2 separate regions of the Mus musculus genome follow, and region 2 is linked to region 1. Evidence: chromatin contacts called from public HiChIP or PLAC-seq data. All regions are on one chromosome and are shown on one strand. The core of a region is the stretch at or near the end of the contact, and the rest is flanking DNA. Distances in the headings are between cores, read along the strand shown. Region 1 has its middle 3.7 kb from the start of Gm38612. Region 2 overlaps Gm33995 (a long non-coding RNA gene).

Region 1 (5,750 bases), core at 930-3,429:
TCAACTGTTTAATCTACCCCCATGCCTAGCTCAGCCATCAGGGGCAAGAGAGGAGTAACACTTTCGTCCTCTTCCTATTGGCTGGGGTAATCTTTAGGCTCCTCCCCCATCCCACCGACCTCCTGCTTCCTGTTCTTGGAATCTCACCAGGATCTTGACATTTTTCTGGGATATCTCCCTTCTCAACCTACTCATGTCAGTCGAGCCCCTCCTGTCACACAAGGCCACATGTTCATGGTTCCCAGGACCGGGATGTGGACACCTTCGGACCTTCTGCAGATGAGAGCAGTGGGTCCTTTCTGCACTCTCCTACCCATAGGTTGATGGCCCCAGACCGAGGGCAATGAAATGAGCCAATCGTTGCTTAATGCAGCCCCAGGGGGTTTCCCAATGGCAGTGGTGAGAGGCTCAGCCTTACTGAAGCAGCCCGCAAAATTATCTGAAGTTATCTGCAGGAGAAAGAAACAAAGGAAACACATCCACCCACAATACCACCACGGGAGGCTGACAGAGAATAAAAGTATCCTCCCCGGTTCCCTCAGAGTCCCCAATCCCAGCCTTAACTCTGCAGCCTAGTTCCCTCCTATCGGGTGTCTTAGACGTTTCTTCAGAGTCCTCCTCCCTTGTGGTGTTTAGCCAATCCCAAGAGACCTCCCAGCAGCTGATTCCACCCAGCTCTGTCTGGGTCAAGTGTTACCTCAGACCTCTGAAATATTCTCCTATGGTGGATACTCTGGTTCCCTGGCTTGGTGGGTTTTGAATCCTTGCTTTCCTGTCTTTTGTCTTCCCTACTCTCTACCCTCCCACTATACCACCATTGGTCCCAAAGGGCCAGTCCGTGAAGCCTCTAGCCTCTTGGCTTAAATTGATCTTTCTTTCTTTCTTTCTTTCTTTCTTTCTTTCTTTCTTTCTTTCTTTCTTTCTTTCTTTCTTTCTTTCTTTCCCTTTCCTTCCCTTCCTTCCTTTTTTTCTCTTTCCTTCCCTTCCTTCCTTTCTTTCTTTCTTCCTTTCTTTCTTTCTTTCTTTCTTTCTTTCTCTTTCCTTCCCTTCCTTCCTTTCCCTTCCCCTTCCTTCCTTTCTTCCTTCCTTTCTTTCTTTCTTTCTTTCTTTCTTTCTTTCTTTCTTTCTTTCTTTCTTTCTTTCTTTTTTAGTTTGTTTTATATGTATGAATGTTTTACTTGCATGTATATATTTATACCACATGCATGCCTGGTAGGTCAGAAAAGGGCATCAGATCCCCTGGATCCGGAGTTTCAGATGACCGTGAGCTGCCATGTGGGTGCTGGGAACCAAACCGAAGTCCTCTTTGAGAGTAGCCAATGCTCTTAACAGCTGAGCCATCTCTCCAGCCTCTCATTTTTTTTTGTTTGTTTTTTGTTTTGTTTTGTTTTGTTTTTTCCAGACAGGATTTCTCTGTGTAGCCCTGGCTGTCCTGAAACTCATTTTGTAGACCAGGCTGGCCTCGAACTCAGAAATCTGCCTGCCTCTGCCTCCTGAGTGCTGGGATTAAAGGCGTGCGCCACCACGCCCGGCTCCAGCCTCTCAATTTATTTTCAGTTATGGGTAGGTGTGTGATTCTCTGGGTGGGTATATTCATGTGAGTACAAGTTCCCAGAAAGCCCAGAAAAGGGTGTTGGATTCCCGGGAGCTGGAGTTACAGGAGGTTATTGAGATACCATGTGGTTGCTGGGACTTGAACTCCTGGTCCTCTGCAAAAGCATTCATTGCCCACTCAACCACTGAACCTGTGCTTAACCACTGAACCATCTCTCCAGCCCTTTGGTCCTTAAAATAAATCTCCCTCTGTCTTAACGCCACTGCAGTCACCTGGGGTGGGCCTGGTGGTGGGACTAAAAGCAACAGAAGCTCAATTCCCAGCAGCCAGTAGCCGTCATCCCGACACACTTTTCCCAAGGAAGTTCTCAAGTTCCCAACATACCAACCTGGTTTCCTCCCTTCGCTCCCCTCAGTAAGAGTTGTGAGAAATAAAATGTCACCATTTCATTCCGGGTCACTTGTCGTCTTTTAAAATCTTTGTGGCACTTGAGAGCATGAAGGGCTCTGGCTTCTGTGACTTCCAAGACGCCCCAAACAGAAAAAGCACAATGGCCCAAGGACCTCCGGGTGAGGCCTCCTGGGCCCCCGCCTCGGGGTCAGCTGCCTCCAGGAGCTGGAAGTAGGCCCTGTAGCCCATAGAGCAGCAAGCAAGCTGACACTCTCCCTGCCTCTCGGGGGAGTTGCAGAGAGACCGAGAGCAGACAACCCTGCTGTTGTTCTTTGAAGCTGTGGCTTGTCATCCCCCTGCCTCACCCCTGCTGCTCCTAAGAAAGGCTGGGCAGGGTCAGCAAGGGCCCAGCCTGGATGATGGGAATGGAGCTTGGCCACAGCTAGCTCAGCTCAGCTGCTGTTTGCAGCAAGGCCACTGGCCCAAGGCCCTGCCCCCCTGGCCAGGATGGCAGAAGATGCTGGAGCCTCTTGCAAACCGTTGGCCAGCAGGTATCCGCCAGGCTCACCCAATGCAGAGGGTGGGTGGAACTCAGGCTCTGATATCAGTCAGCTGCTTCAGGTTCTCAGCGAGTGCGCTCTCTCTTTTGTGTGTGTGTGTGTGTGTGTGTGTGTGTGTGTGTGTGTGTGTGTGTGCGCGCGCGCGCGTGTGTCCTCTGGAATCACAGCCCATCAGAGCTGTGCCCATGGCCATGAAGACTGTGTTGAACCCCCAGAAGCACTGCTGTATCCCCATCAATCTTGATCATCCCCAGGAATCTTGGATTGGAGTCTTGCTGGTACAGCTGTTCGTTCCTTACCCTCTCCTTGGGTGGGGCCAGGCCTGGCTCAGGCTACAGAGCATAGATCCAACGACACCCCCCCCCCACACACACACACACATCTTGACTCTGTCTCTAGCTAGACCTGCAGAGTTCTTGTTCCTCAGTGCTGTGGATTGAATTCAGGGCTGCAACGCCTGGCAAAACACTGTATCACTTAGCCATATCCCTAGCCCATCTGCAGAACACTCCATGATCCTCCAATCAGCACCCAATACACTGTCTAAGATGTGGGGAGAGCTGATACTGGGAACGGCTAGATTCCTGAAGGTCATAGAGTCTACTAGAAAATGGAAATCGTCCTCTGCGTCTCTGAAATCACCAAGGAAGGACTGGTTTTGAGAGCGTTCTAGCTGAGCTAGAGGTTGGCCTCTCCTGCAGACAGCATGTGGCTTCCTGGGGACACAGAGGTAACAGGTGAATCTGAATGTGAAGGCTGGGGAGGTGCTGAATGGTAGCCAGCAGGGATCGCTCTTAGGTTGCCAACCACCTCAGACACTGACCCAGAGAGGTGAAGACACTCGTGATGAGAGGCAAGAGTCCAGCCCCTCCTGAGCGTCACGTTAAGATTCTCCTCAGAAATTACTACAAAATACAAAATTCACTGAATTCCCAAACCTACTGAGCCTCCCTCTTTGCCCTCTCCTCCCCTCCCCCTTTCCCTCCCCTCCCCAACCAATTCCTTCCCCTTCCCCCAACCCCTTCCCTCTCCTCTCCTCTCTCTCAACCTTCTCACTCCATCACCCTCATCTCTCCTCTCCTCCTTTTCCTTTCCCAGACCAACACCATCCAGGTCTCAACCTCAGGGCCTTGAGCCTCTCCCTGTCAAGGAACCTGCAGCTGCTGCCACTGCCCAACCCAACCCAACCCAACCCAACCCAACCCAACCCAACCCAACCCAGCCCAACCCAAGCCAATCCAACCCAACTCAACCCAACTCAGCCCAACCCAAGCCAACAGAACCTTGTATCTATTCAAAGGCTGATAGTCCTAGGAAGGAACCATTCCAAAAATTAACATTCTGACTTCAACTGGGGGCATGCTGCTTTCATGCCAGAAGTCAGAGAGTCCTGTGTGGAAACATTGAAAAATTTGAGATTACCTACCATCTATTTGTCTGTCATATACCTGTCTGTCTGTCTTTTGTCTATCTATCATCTTTTATCTATCTGCATACTATCAATCATCTTTCCACCATATATCTGTCTGCCTGTCTGTCTGTCTTTTGTTTATCATCTATTATTTATCTGTATACTATCAATCATCTGTCTACCGTCTATCATCTATCTGCATACTATCAATCATCTTTCTACCATATATCTGTCTGCCTGTCTGTCTGTCTTTTGTTTATCATCTATCTATTATTTATCTGTATACTATCAATCATCTGTCTACCATCTATCATCTATGTATCTATGTATCTATGTATCTATCTATCTATCTAGTATCTGTCTACCATCTGTCTGTCTATCTTTCTGTCTTTTGTCTATCATCTGTCTATCATCTATCTGCAAACTATAAATCATCTTTCTACCATCTATGTATCATCTGTCTGTCTGTCTGTCTCTATCTGTCTATCTTTTGTCTGTCTATTATCTTTCTGCGAACTATCTACCAATCATCTTTCTCCCATCTATGTATCATCTGTCTGTCTGTCTACCCATCACCCTCTACCACAGTTCACTGCTTTCCTGTGTGAAATCATCTGGTTTTAGTGAACCTCTGGGTCAGGCAATCACCATCACTTTCCAACACTAAAACATTTCCATCACCCCAAGAAAACATGCCCTGGCTATTATCAGCCACTTCCCAACATTTCCCACACGACCCCTAGAAACTACAAATGTGCATTTTCTCTCTGTGGACCTGTCAACTCTGGCCTCTTTACATCAAAGTATGTACCCGACATGAGGCTTTAACACCTCACTTTCTTTACTAGGGAGATGTAGTAGAAATCACTAGTTTGTCCGTTTTTATAGCTGACTGTTACTCCCCTCCCCAACCCCCACCCTGGGCCGTTTCACTCATCCAGTGTCTTAGGGTTTTATTGCTGTGAACAGACACCAGACACCATGACCAAGGCAAATCTTATAAAGGACAACATTTAATTGGGGTTGGCTTACAGGTTCAGTGGTTCAGTCCATTATCATCATCAAGGTGGGAGCAGGGCAGCATCTAGGCCAGCATGGTGCAGGAGGAGCTGAGAGTTCTACATCTTCATCTGAAGGCTGCTGGTGGAAGACTGACTTCCTGGCAGCTAGGGTGGGGATCTTATAGGCCACACCCACAGTGACATACCTACTGCAACAAAGTCACACCTTCTAATAGTGCCACTCCCTGGGCTGAGCATATACAAACCATCACATTCAGTCAAATCCAGAAACTTTTCTCAAAAAAAAAAAAATGTGGACAGAGTCCTGAGGAGTAACACTACAGAGGTTGACCTCTGGCCTTCAACCGCATGGAGACACAGGTGCTCACATATAACCGAGTGCACAGGCACACAGAGAAGTGGACACTGACTGAATGGGCCAACAGGCCGGCTTCTTGCCTCTCTACACTTAGAAACTGAAGCTGCTGGACATGCGAGAAGCAGAGAAAGTCCCTTTCTAGAAACATCTAGCGGTCATTTGGTCTCTTCCCTGACAAGTTCTTCAGTTGTGAATGAAGAAAACCACAGCCCCTGCCCTGGATACCATAGTCTATGGAGACAAGATCCCCTCAGTGTATTGTTTTGTACCTTGGATGTCACAGGATGGCAGCTGTGTGACTCGTTTCCTTCCAAAGCCCATTGACAGGATTCATTGCTCATGAAAGCTCAGCCTAGAGCCTGTGGACACTGAGGAAGCCCAGCCGCTTCTGGGTAGTGTTCACAGTGCTTGGCCAGCCTTACAACATGGCGGGGAAGCTGTTCCTCATCTGCCT
Region 2 (5,661 bases), core at 2,687-5,186, 140 kb before region 1:
CATATGTGATCACGGTCTTGTCTCCCTGGAACGTGCACACGCTTCGGTTTTGTTTTGTTTTGTTTTCGTCATCCTCTGAGCAACTGGGCACAAGTGTCATCTATGGGGCGCTTACCTTTGTGTCAGGTGTTAGATGTGACATAAGCCGGGAATATCAGCGTCAGTAGTGTGCTCTAGAGACAGGGCTCTAACCCCTGCTTCATGCAGCTTGCAATAGCCTGAGGAGGTCTCTCCAGAGACCTCTACTCAGGCGAAGCTGGAGACTTCACTGCAGAGAAGAATTTCAGGACCGGCCAGCATGAAGTGGAGCTGAAATTTAAGTAAGATTAAATTAAGTAAGATTACATAAATTAAGTTAAAAAAAAATTTTTTTTTTCGAGACAGGGTTTCTCTGTGTAGCTAGCCCTGGCTGTCCTGGAACTCACTTTGTAGACCAGGCTGGCCTCAAACTCAGAAATCTGCCTGCCTCTGTCTCCTGAGTGCAGGGATTAAAGGCGTGAGTCAACACACCCGGCTCATAAGAAAAGATTTTAACATAGGCGTAAAATCATGAATGATTTAAAAATGGGCATTGAGGGATAAGATGTAGAGTAAAATGTAAGGTAACAGGCCAGTGGACAATCACCCTGCTTCCTGGCCTGTCCCCAAACCCACGACACGGAAATCCACACCCCTGTGATTCAGCGTCAAAGGCCAGGCCATACTTCCCACTGCGCATACTCCAAAACCCCTCTAAAGCGCATGCGTTCCATCCATCCGCCCCGCTGCGGTCTCTGTTCCAGCTCAGAGGCAGCCACCATTCTGTGTTTCTGCCCAGTCAGTCTCCTATGTGAGGTTGGGTGTGTGGTATTCCTTGGCTCCCAATTGCTAAGATACCCTTGTACCAGAGAACCCTTCCAAAAGATACACCCCAGCACGGCTGTGGGCTCATCACACTCCTACGTGTATCTGCAAAGAGAATTCTAGCAGCTTTGGGAATTTCACTGTTTGAAAAGTTTCTAAGCCCCTCCCCTTTATCTCCCCACCCCACTTTTTTTTTTTTTTTTTTTCTTTCTGGAAATGTATCAGAAAGAATTGCAAGCTGAGAAGGTCACAGAGCCTCAAGGGTCACATGATGAGGTTAAGCCATTATCTTTCATGGGGCGGGAGCAATCGCTCAGTGACCCAGCACTGACTGCTTTCGCTAAGGATCTGAATTTGGGTCCCAGCATCCTCAGGCCAGCTCACAGATATTGTAACTCACGTTCCAGGATATCCGATGCCTTCTCCTGGCCTCATGCACCAGGCATACACATGCTACACATACATGCAAGCAGATGAAAACACTCATACACAGAAAAAATGTTTTCAATAATATCTTCCATTGTAAATGGGGGTTCTTGTGAAATTCCTGGAGAAATCCAGGTTTATATCTGGGAAGAGAGGAAAGCCATACTGGGGCCTCATCATCCATTGACATCTTAATATCCTTTAAAAATTATTTTCATTTATGTGTATACATAGGAGTAGGTGTTGTGTGTTCAGTACACTCAGTGGCCAGAAGAGGGCACCAGAGGCCCTGGAACTGGAGTTATGGTGGCTCTGGTGCTAGGAACTAAACCCAGGTCCTCTGGAAGAGCAGCAGCCAGTACTCTTAACCCCTGAGCCATCTCTCCAGCCCCTTGTTTTTAATTTCTTAACCTTTATTTTTGTTTTGCGTATGAGTGCTTTGCCTGCATATATGTCTGTTTATGCAGCAGTGTGTGCATTGTGTTGTCCATATAAGTCAGAATAAGGCGTTAGATCCCAACTTGGAACTGGAGTTGCAGATGGTTTGGAGCCATTTGTGCTGGAGATTGAACTCAAGTCTTCTGGAAGAGCAGCCAGCGCTGAGCCGCCCTGCCATCCCTGAAGCTTCTCCAGCCCCTCGCTTTAATGTTCTTATTTGAAACATCTCCCTAGGAGAGGACTATTTCTCTATGTTGACAAACTGTGCAGCAACAGAGTCTGTTCATTGGGCTGGAATCTCGATCCACTGGTGGCTTCAACCAGACTCCAGGTGAGGGCCCCTTTCCCTTCCCACCTCCCCTTCATTTTCCAACTTTCTGCCCTGTCTGAAGTTGTGACTCAGGAAGGCTGGAGACTCTGGACATTTGCCGCCATTGTACGTTGGGGGGAGGGGTCAGAGCATTGGAGGACTTCTGCAGGTGCAGCCTAGGGACTTCGGGAAGGACTATTGTAACTGATGCTGAATTTCGTTTGCCAGAGTGGTTGCTGGGAAAACATGAGAGAGCCCACACTGAAGCAGCCCAATTCTTCAGAAAGTTGGCATGCTCTTTGTTTCTCTGCCTCATCCAACAGTCCCGAGAATCCAGAATCCTTCTCTCTCTCTCCCCCCCACCCCGCTCCCATGTCAAGGATGATTGACAGGAGATAGGCCTTCATCATTTGCATGTACAAAAACATTTGAGGTCTTTGATTTTTTAAAAATATTTTTTTACGTTCATGTGTGTTTTGCCTGCATGTATGTTACGTGTACCATGTGCAAGCCTGGTGCCTGAAGAGGTGGGGGTGGGCAGAGGGAGGGCAGGAAAGGAGAGGGAAGAGAGAGGGAGAGGGAGCAAGGAAGGGGAGACAAAAAGAGGGGGGAGGAGAGACAGACAGACAGACAGACAGACATAGACATAGAGAGATGAGACAAAGAGGGAGACAAGGAAAGAGAGAGATGGGGTGGGGCAAACATTGTAGATACTGTAGAAAAATGTCTGTTTTCATTTTCAGAATGGGAGAGGTAGGCCTGGGCCGGGACTTGTCTCTTGCTACTGAGAGGTGAGTCAGCAGAACACCCCCCTGCTTGAGTGTTCCTGGTATCCCTGGAAAACATTTATTCCCAGGGTGCCCCCTTCTCATAGACCCATCTCTCTTTGAAGTGAGGGAGGGAAAGAGCGGCTCCCACTGTAGTCCAGGCTAGCCTAGGTCTCTTGGCATCTCCGATACTTCGGGACCACAGCTATACACCACCACCCGTGTGCAAGCATCTCTCTCTGCTCTTCCATACTTGGGGGGCTGGAGGTAACACATCGGAGCAAAGATGTCAGGAGGGGAAATACAACCTGAGAAACACGTGGGCTCTAAAAATACTCTAGAGCCGGAAAGATGGCTCAGTGGAAAAGGCTTTTGCCGCCGCGCCCCCTCGCCCCCAACTTGAGGACCTGAGTTCGATCCCTGTAACCACTGTAAAGATGGAAGGAGAGAACCAACTCCACAAAGTTGTCTTCTGATGTCCATGCTATGACATGCACACACCTATGACAGGCACATTACCAACACACATACAACACACACACTACACACACACACACACACACACAGTTTAAACGTTTCTCAAAACAGCGCTTTAAAAGCATAGAGACACGGAGCTGAAGAGAGGACTCAACAATAAAGCGTGCTGCTCTTACAAAGAACCTGGGTCCTATTTCCAGCACCCATAACGGAGATGCGCAGTCAGCTGTAAAGCCAGTCTCTAGGGATCTGACGCCCCCTTCTGGACTCTGCGGGCACTGCATGCACGCGGTGTACTTCCACACAAGCAGGCTGAACAACCTCATGCATTAAATAAGAGCAAATAAAAATTGTTAAAAGCAAAGGACAAGCTGGTAAACAAGGTAAATGCTAGATGGGTAGGAGCTTTGGGTGTCAGGCTGGATCCGGTGTGGTGGGGGGGGGGGAGGGGGGTTGGGAGTCGCGGGGTGAGGGTGGGGGGGGGATTCGGAGTGTGTGTGTGTGTGTGTGTGTGTGTGTGTGTGTGTGTGTGTGCTGTGTGCTTGAGGTGCGCAGCAGAGTTGCTCCAGTGAGAGGCTTGTAGGAAGGGTTGGGGGTGGGGCAGAGAGTCTGGAAAAGGAAGCTGAGCCGCTCTGAGGAGCTGGGGAAGAGAGGAGGGTTCCCCCCTGCCGGGGGCATGATGAATAGTCCCAAGTCTCAAGCTGGGCCTGTCTGCAGCGGCCTGGAGGCTGGCAGCATAATCCAGGGGGCTTCTCCATTCTAAACGCAAATGAAGAGGCCCTGAGCCCAAAGGGGGAGGATCAGAACCTGGAGTTCAAAGCTCAAAAATGACACATTGCCTCTTTCCCCCCCTCCCATCCCCCCGTTTATTTTTTTAAAGGGGCCAGAAATATGGTTGGTTATTATCTTGAGTTATTGCTACAAAGAATTTCAAAATTAAAAGATAAGCATTGCCGAGGAAGCACAGTAATTTTCATAAAAGGGGGACTTAAAACAGATGTGCTCTCTTTAATCGAAGCACGCTTGGGAAAATAGGCGCACATTTTTAACATAGCGGGGGAGTGGCGCAGGGCTTCTGCGTTTGTCTCCCGGGCTTACCAGGGTGTGACAGGTCTTTGGGCGGGCACACACATAGGACAAATGGGTTAGCAGCATCACAAATGGCCACCAAGTGTCTTTATCTCCTGGTACCAGGGCACAGGACCACTCTGAGCATCTGTCAGATCTTTCCATAACTACATGATTTAATCTCTTTTGAATCTGTCGAACAATTTGCCTTTTCAGAATCTGCCCCTGTTGTACAAATCCCTGATGCTTGACCACAAAGAAAGCCAAAATTGTATTTGTCTTTGACTTAGCCCCTTTCTTCTTTGCAGAAGATTTAGGGGGATAGGAGTTATATATTGTCCTTATTTCTTTGAATGTTGACACAAGAGAATCTTTTAGTGATACATACATATTCTTTCTGCTCAAAGAGTTAGAATGGTCTCCACTAAGCTTTGGCCCCAAGTCCCGTTCATCTGGAGTGAAGTCTGTTGTCCAAACAGAAGCTCAGGGCTTCATTTTCACAGGGAGTGGAGGACCCGAGTGGCCTCTCCCAGTCACAGAGGAGTGGAATAGCCCGTGACCGGCATGAGGGAATGAGGAGGTCCGTATGTGAGCCTTTGACTAGTCTAAAAGGCAATGATTTGGCCGGGCAGTGGTGGCGCACACCTGTAATCCCAGCACTTGGGAGGCAGAGGCAGGTGTATTTCTGAATTCAAGACCAGCCTGGTCTACAGAGTGAGTTCCAGGACAGCCAGGACTGTGCAGAGAAACCCTGTCTCAAAAAAAAAAAAAAAAAAAAAAAAAAAAAAAGAAGCAATGATTTAGGTTCACTTAGAAATGGCAAAGCCAACCAGGAATAGCCATTCAACATCAAGTCATTAGGAGATTGTAAATAAAATTATTTTTATTATCTTTTTTTATATGTATGTGTGTGTCTGTGTATGTATGCACACATATACACAGGTGTCTGGGTAAGGCTGGAAAAGGGCAACAAATCTCCTGGTGCTGCAGTTACAAGATTTGTGAGCTACCCAAAAAGGTTGGCTAGGACTTGAACTATGGTCCTCTGAAAGAGCAGCAAATATTCTTAAACACAGAGCTGTCTCTCCAGCCCTGAGAATTGCAAATTCAAACAACCGTGGAATAACACTTCCGTGCAAGTCTTAAAACACCCCAAACTGAGAACATCAACCACATAGAAAGCAGGTGAACTCACCCACTGTGGAAGAGTCTCTTACAAAACTCAACATACCGTCACCACAGGCTTGAATAAGCACGCTCCAATCTGCTTTCCATGGCCATGAATCACCACGGACCAAAAGCAACTTGAGAGGGGCCAAGGATTTCTTGACT

The links. HiChIP or PLAC-seq counts read pairs in DNA pulled down with a chosen protein or histone mark.
Region 2: an H3K4me3 HiChIP or PLAC-seq map of embryonic midbrain shows a contact between it and region 1, with 2.5 times the contacts expected there. The contact joins two enhancer-like sites. A contact is called at or near these places in 7 of 115 datasets of contacts at active chromatin or transcription factors (craniofacial prominence, embryonic basal ganglia, embryonic hindbrain and 4 more).

The regions. Positions count from the first base shown.
Region 1 is chr5:128,564,025-128,569,774 of GRCm38.p6, reverse strand. No RefSeq gene overlaps it. Among named protein-coding and RNA genes, the nearest start is that of Gm38612, 3.7 kb to the left of the region's middle. Within about 2 kb of position 2,179, at least 9 of the 459 cell types and tissues checked have an H3K27ac peak or open chromatin away from gene starts, as enhancers often do.
Region 2 is chr5:128,702,571-128,708,231 of GRCm38.p6, reverse strand. Gm33995 (a long non-coding RNA gene) reads left to right here. Exons shown (of 3, transcript XR_377093.1): 2 at 1,942-2,038; 3 at 2,761-2,812. Among named protein-coding and RNA genes, the nearest start is that of Gm33995, 4.0 kb to the left of the region's middle. Within about 2 kb of position 3,936, at least 31 of the 459 cell types and tissues checked have an H3K27ac peak or open chromatin away from gene starts, as enhancers often do.